Regions from separate parts of the Canis lupus genome. Here region 1 is linked to region 2. Evidence: chromatin contacts called from public Hi-C data. All regions are on one chromosome and are shown on one strand. The core of a region is the stretch at or near the end of the contact, and the rest is flanking DNA. Distances in the headings are between cores, read along the strand shown. Region 1 has its middle 120 kb from the start of BCAS1. Region 2 holds the start of LOC119877503 (C2 calcium-dependent domain-containing protein 4B-like).

What was found. Hi-C and Micro-C count contacts between places; a contact is called where the count stands out from the background.
Region 1: a contact with region 2 is called in a Hi-C map of liver, with 2.0 times the contacts expected there. The contact joins the enhancer-like site here to the promoter of LOC119877503 in region 2. A contact is called at or near these places in 4 of 9 Hi-C or Micro-C datasets (blood, liver and tumor fibroblasts).

Annotation. Positions count from the first base shown.
Region 1 is chr24:40,346,015-40,348,920 of UU_Cfam_GSD_1.0, reverse strand. No RefSeq gene overlaps it. Among named protein-coding and RNA genes, the nearest start is that of BCAS1, 120 kb to the left of the region's middle. Within about 2 kb of position 1,295, at least 10 of the 20 cell types and tissues checked have an H3K27ac peak or open chromatin away from gene starts, as enhancers often do. A contact at or near this core is called in blood and liver, where this site is marked.
Region 2 is chr24:40,098,701-40,101,767 of UU_Cfam_GSD_1.0, reverse strand. It overlaps LOC119877503 (C2 calcium-dependent domain-containing protein 4B-like), which reads left to right and starts at 1,271. Exons shown (of 3, transcript XM_038573000.1): 1 at 1,271-1,289; 2 at 1,708-2,021. The coding sequence starts at 1,271.

The DNA of each region.
Region 1 (2,906 bases), core at 46-2,545, 250 kb before region 2:
GAGCTGTGTTTTTTAAAGTTCCTGGAAATCTCCAAGCAGTGGTCTGAATTTTCACCACCATGGAGACAGAGCTCAGTGGCTTTTGATTACGGAGCTTTTTATTTGTTGAACAAATTCTTATTGACTCGACATGAATGCACTCCATGGACATTCTGGATTTTTCCGTAATATTTTTTCCTTAATAAATTTAAGATAACTCCACAAATCACGAATGACCTGATGACTGAGTTCTAATTTATTCAAGAAATTCTTATTGAGAACCCCTCTCAGCAAGTCCTGTGCCTTGAGGGCCTTCTCTGCTGTCATCCAGGTCTCTGCCTCTGAATAATATGACCAGGGCTCTACTATCCCATACCCTAACCACTAGACACATGCAACTATTTAAACTTAAATTTAGATTAGGAAAAGTTGAGGAAAGGCAGCCCAGGTGGCTCTGTGGTTTAGCACCGCCTTCAACTCAGCGCGTGATTCTGGAGACCTGGGATTGAGTCCCAAGTTGGGCTCCCTGCATGGAGTCTGCTTCTCCCTCTGCCTGTGTCTCTGCCTCTCACTGTTTCTCTCATGAATAAATAAATAAAATATTTTTTTAAAAAAAGGAAAAGTTGAGGAAGCTGCAAATTCATCTCTTCGGTTGCACTGGCCCCAACTCAATAGCCCCATGTGGCTAGTGGCTACCGTATGGCGGACAGCACAGATCTAGAGCATTTTTGTCATTGTGCAAAGTTCCTTTTGGACCATGCTGGGCTGATCATCTGACTTGCCTTCAACACTCCTGGATCACACCTATTGACCCCGCAGGAGCATTGGCAGCACCTCCTTTCACGCCCAAAGTGTCCCGGTTGGGCAAAGACCCCTGAACAAGGACAGCGCACCTGGCCACGGAGCTCGCCAGGACTTCCCGGGGACCCAGACCGCTGGGTCTTGATGCAAACCTTGGCCCAGTCAGCAATCCCCCTGCTTTTTCAGCAAGATTCCCTGGCACCTGGCAAACCCACCAGTAGTGGGAACAGGGGGTAAAACCCGCAGGAGAAGAAGCACTGGGCAGTTCTGGGCTAGTGAGCGGCTCGCTTGCAGGCAGGTCCAGGGCGGTTCCGGCGGGCGCGGCCTGAAGGGGCCCGGAGGGGTCAGGGGGTGGGGGCAGGTGCCCTGGAGGATGCCCGTCCCGGCAGGAGGGGCCCCTGGGGCTTCCCGGGAGCCCCGCCCCCCCGCGCCCCGCCCCCCCCCGCCTCGCCCGGCAGAGGGCGCCCGAGCCCAACGCTCCGGGCGGGGAGCTTTGCACGCTCCCGGGCACCTCTTTTTTGCTTCCAGTGATACGTGTGTGTGTGTGTGTGTGTGTGTGTGTGTGCAGCAATCGGAGGTGCAGCTGATACAGGTCACCTTAGGGCTACGTCGTCAAAGCTGGGAGGTGGACCCCGCGCCCCGGGACAGTCGGCGGCGGCCCGCGTCCACACGGGCAGGCACCATTTTGCAGAAGTCTCCAGAAGTGGAGGGGGGGGGGGTGTCTACACCGTGTGGGATCCGATCCGATCCGTGCCGCCCGGAGGGTCGGGCCTGCCCTGCCGGAGGGGCCGCCCCGGGAAGCGCCGCGATCGTGGCCTTGCTCCGTGCGCGGCTCTGGACACCGGCTTGCAGCTCAGACACCTGCCCCGCAGCCGCAGGGTGGTGGCCGCCAAGGGGTGTCTGCGGGGACCAGAGGTGACCTCGCACCCCGGGCTCAGCTGCCCGCGCCTCCCACCAGGCAACACCCCATGCCTAACCCCCTTCTCTCTCTGTCTCTCGCCCCTTCCTCCCCATCCTCCTCCCCCTCCCCTCTTATTTCCCCTCCTCCTCCCCCTCCTCCTCTTCCTCCTCCTCCCCTCCTCCTCCCCCTCCCCTCCCCTCCTATTTCCCCTCCTCCCCCTCTTCCTCCTCCTCTTCCTCCTCCCTCTCCCCTCCTCCTCCTCCCCCTCCCCTCCTCCTCCTGCCACAGTCCCTGCCCCTACGGAAGGGGGCTGAAGTCCCAGCTGATTGGATTCCCCGCTCTTGGCTCCTCAACGCCGCTAATTCATTACTGAGCATAGTTTTTTATTTGTTTTTATGTATCCAAGGGGCGAGGTGCTGAGGCACTGTTAGCAGCTTGGGTTATTTCCTTTGCCTGTTGGGGTGCACTGAACACTGTTTACGAGATCCAAAAGCCCATTTCTAAATGGGTGTTCATGGCTCTTCTTAAGATGTTCAAGAAACCTTATGAATGGGGTGTCTAATGGCAAACACCTAGTATCACTCCACTCTATGTTTTGGGAAAGAGACCAGCATGTGCTGCCGTCTGGGCTCTGGTGGCGGTGACGCAGTGGGGGGGATTTGTCTCGGGCACCTTCATTGTCCTTTTCTGTGTAATAACCACACTTTCTTTAATGGATAAATAAGACAAGGCGTGTCGTGTAGAAGGCTTAGCGAAGGCACACGGCACAGGTTCAGTGAACACCAGCTGTACTATTTTATCCTCTCTTTGCCACAAGCTCCCTCGAGGAGGCCTGGAGCTCAGCCTCTCCTTATCAGTGCTTGCTGGAGGGAGCTTTGTATTTCCTGAGCCAGGGAATCCTGTGGAAGAGGGTTGGCCTCACCTCACCTGTGACTTCCTCTCTGTGATTTTTGTAAGTCGTTGTTTTGTAACTCGGTGTCTCTCTGAATGGAACACGCCCTTTTCCTTACCACCTCTTGTGAATCTGTTGATGAAATACACTCAATGTGCCTTTATGGAGCCCTTGTGATGAGCCAAGGACTGGGGAGAAACACTTGGCAACCTCCACCCCACCCCACACACATCCCAGGGTGCCTAGGCAGCAGCGTGTGCCTAAGTACCAGCCATACCCATCCCACCCCACACACTCCTCAGAGTGTCCTGATGGATGACAAATAAGGTCACT
Region 2 (3,067 bases), core at 22-2,521:
GTTCCACTTGCTCATAGTTTGTTTTGTAGCAATGCTCCAAGTCATTTGTTTTGGTTAAGTTAAATGAAGTTTCTTGTTTGTTGAAGAGCGTCTCTGGGATTGCGTTTTAGGATGTGACTATAGGGGCTTAAAAAATATTTTAAAGAAAGATATTTATCTTCCCTGAGAAAAGGAACCCTGGTGCTGGAAATAGAAATGATCAACATCGGTGTATTTTGAGTGGTTGGGGGGGAAAAAAAAAAAAAGAGAGTTCTGGCCAAAGAATTTACTTCTGGCACTGCTAATTAATTGTAAGTAATTGGTTCACTTCCTTTAAAAAAAAAAGACTAACCAGACCATATGTGGGGTTAGTAGTTATATATAAAATGACAGCAAAGCATCACACTTGGCAAATTCTTCCCCTCTGCTAAGAAGCTGTCTCTCAAATTCCATTTTCGATTGCTCACCGGCAGAGCATGTATATCGCCCTACCCACCCCCCACCCCATTTATTAAATATATACTTTAAGGGCCTTTCTTGATAGGTTTTTAAGTTTTTCCATTTGGGATACACCCATATCCCATAAAAAAAAAAAAAAAAAAAAAAACCAACCCAAAAAAACAAAAAAAACCCTCCACCACTTGGCTGTTTTTGTGTGTTGAGTTGCAGAGCTCTGTTTACATTTGCATTCGTTTGCATTTTGGGGCCAAAAACTTGGTGGTTGTGATTGTTGCTTCCAGGGTTCCTCCTGGGGGGGGGGCCGAGATGGGGGGACACAGGCCCCCCCCTCCCCCGGGGATTTGGGAAGCCTGGTTTCATCCACGTGGGTTTCTAGCAAAGCCAAAGTGGATGCTCGGAACCCGGGCCAAGTTCAGAAATCTCAAGTTATAATAGCGGCGCAAGTCGGGCGCTTTTAGGGAAAAAACAAAAAAAAACAAAACAAAAAAAAAAACCACGACAATTACGGGACAGCTTTAGGAAGGTAGTAATTGAGCCATTTTAATCGCGTCCAGCTCCTCGACCTCGCTCACCCCCGCCCTCGGCGAAAATCCGAAAAACCGTCTGCGCCCGGCCGCCCTCTCACCTGCCCCCAACCGGGTGCAGAGGCGCGGGGCGGGCACGCGGGGGGACCCCCTCCCTCGCCCGGGCACACCTTGCGCGGGAGGCGGGAGGCGGCGGGGCCGGGGCCGGGGCGTGCGTCTGCGCCTGCGCCTGCGCGCCGCCCCCGGGCCCCCTCCCCGCGTACCTGTCCGTGGAACGGCCGGAGCGCGCGCGGGCCACGTTTAGCCGGATGGGGGGGGCGGGGCGGGGCGGGGCGGGGCGGGGGAGGGGGGGGGAGGCGCGCGCGTGCGCGTGCGCGGGCATCGCGGGCCGGAACGCGGGGGCGCGCGCTGGCGTCCCGGAGGCGGAGTCCGCGGCGGTGGGCGGGGCAGGGGCGCGCCTGCGCGGACCACGTGGCCCGGGGGCGGGGCCGAGGGGCGGGGCCGCGCGGCCGGCGGAGGCAGGAGGCGGGGCGTCGCGGAGCGGCGGGGCCGGGGGAGGGCGCAACAGCTGCTCCCTGAGCACTTTCTGACCCAACAGTCCCCCTGCGCCGGACGCGCCGCGCCCCGGCGGCCCTAGGGACCCCCCGCGCCTGCACTGTCCGCGCGCGGACGCGTAGGGGGCGCCCGCGCCTCTGCCCCGTGCGCACCCCCGCCCCGCTCACCTTAGCCCCGCGCCCGAGGTGAGCCCGGCCCCCAAATCCCCGGGCGGGGCGGGTGGGGGCGGGGGGCGCCGTGCGGGGGGCGGTCTCGGCGGCGCGGGGCCCGGGGGATGGCCTCGCCCCGCGCCCGGCGACCCCCGCCGCTTTCGGGGGGCCGGTGCGGGCGCGGAAGCCGGGAGGTGTCCGCACAAAAGGCCGAGAGAAACTCCCCGTCGCCTCCCCTCCCTCCTGCCTTCCCCGCCCCCTCCCCTCCTCATTCAAACCTCGGCTCGCTCGTGTGGTGTCAGTTCAGTCCCGGCCGCCGCCGAGCGAGGAAATGGCCGAGGAGCCGGAGCCGCAGGTAAAGGGGGCGCCGCGCCGCGCCTCGCCCCCCGGGGCCCCGGGAGCCCGCCCCCCCCCGCCCCCGCCCCCGCCCCGGGGACCCCCGCCCGCCGCCCGCCGCCCGCCGCCCGCCGCCCGCCGCCCGCCGGCGCGGCTCCTCTCGGGCGCCCCCTCCGCCGCCGGCCGAGCCCCGGGCGGGCGTCCGAGCGGCGCTCGCATCCCGGGCCCGGGGGCGGGGGCGGGGGCGGGGGCGGCCGCTCTGCGCGGGCTGCGGGGCGCGGGGCTGCGGGGCGCGGGCGGGCGGGCGCTGCCCCGGGAAAGTTGGGCGGCTCCCGGGGTGTGCCGGCCGGGCCCCCCGCGAGCGCCCGGGAGGGGCCGGGGCAACTTGGGAGCAGCCAAAACAATGCGCCCTAACAGGCGTCCCCCGCAAACAATGGCCGGGACCGTCCCCACGGGCCGGGCGGAGGGCGCGTCTACGGGGCCGGGGGAGGGGCCTGGCGCCGCCGCGGCCCCCCCCGCGCCCCCGCGCCCCCCGCGCCCCCCGCGCCCCCGCGCCCGGCCCGGCTCCCCGGGTCCTGCCCATCCCCGAGCCGGCGGCGCACGGGCTGCGTTCCCTGGAGGTGTGTGTGTGTGTGTGTGTGTGTGTGTGTGTGTGGACAAGGTGCTTTCTTTTCTTCCCTTTTTTTTTTTTTCTCCTCCCTCCCTACCCCCCCCCCTTTAATTTTAAAGATTTTTTGAAACTTTTTAAATGGCCCTTAAACGCTTAGAAGAATATCTTTACACCTCGCTTCCAGTCGGAGTCCCAGAGCCAGCTGGAGGCAGAACTCGTAACTCTAAAGGGCAGGCAGGATTGAACTGTTCCCTATAAGTGTTTCTTTCTTTCTTTTCTTTTTTTCTCTCTCTCTCTCTTTTTTTTTTTTTTAAAAGGGAAGTTTCTGCCAGGAGGCGCTGAGTGGCGAAACCGCGCAGTTTCAGATGTAGAGCCCTCTTCTCTTGCTTTGGCCCCAAAATGCGAGCGGCACGGGCCGGGGAGGGGGGAGGAGGGCGCTGCCGGGGGCCCCCCGA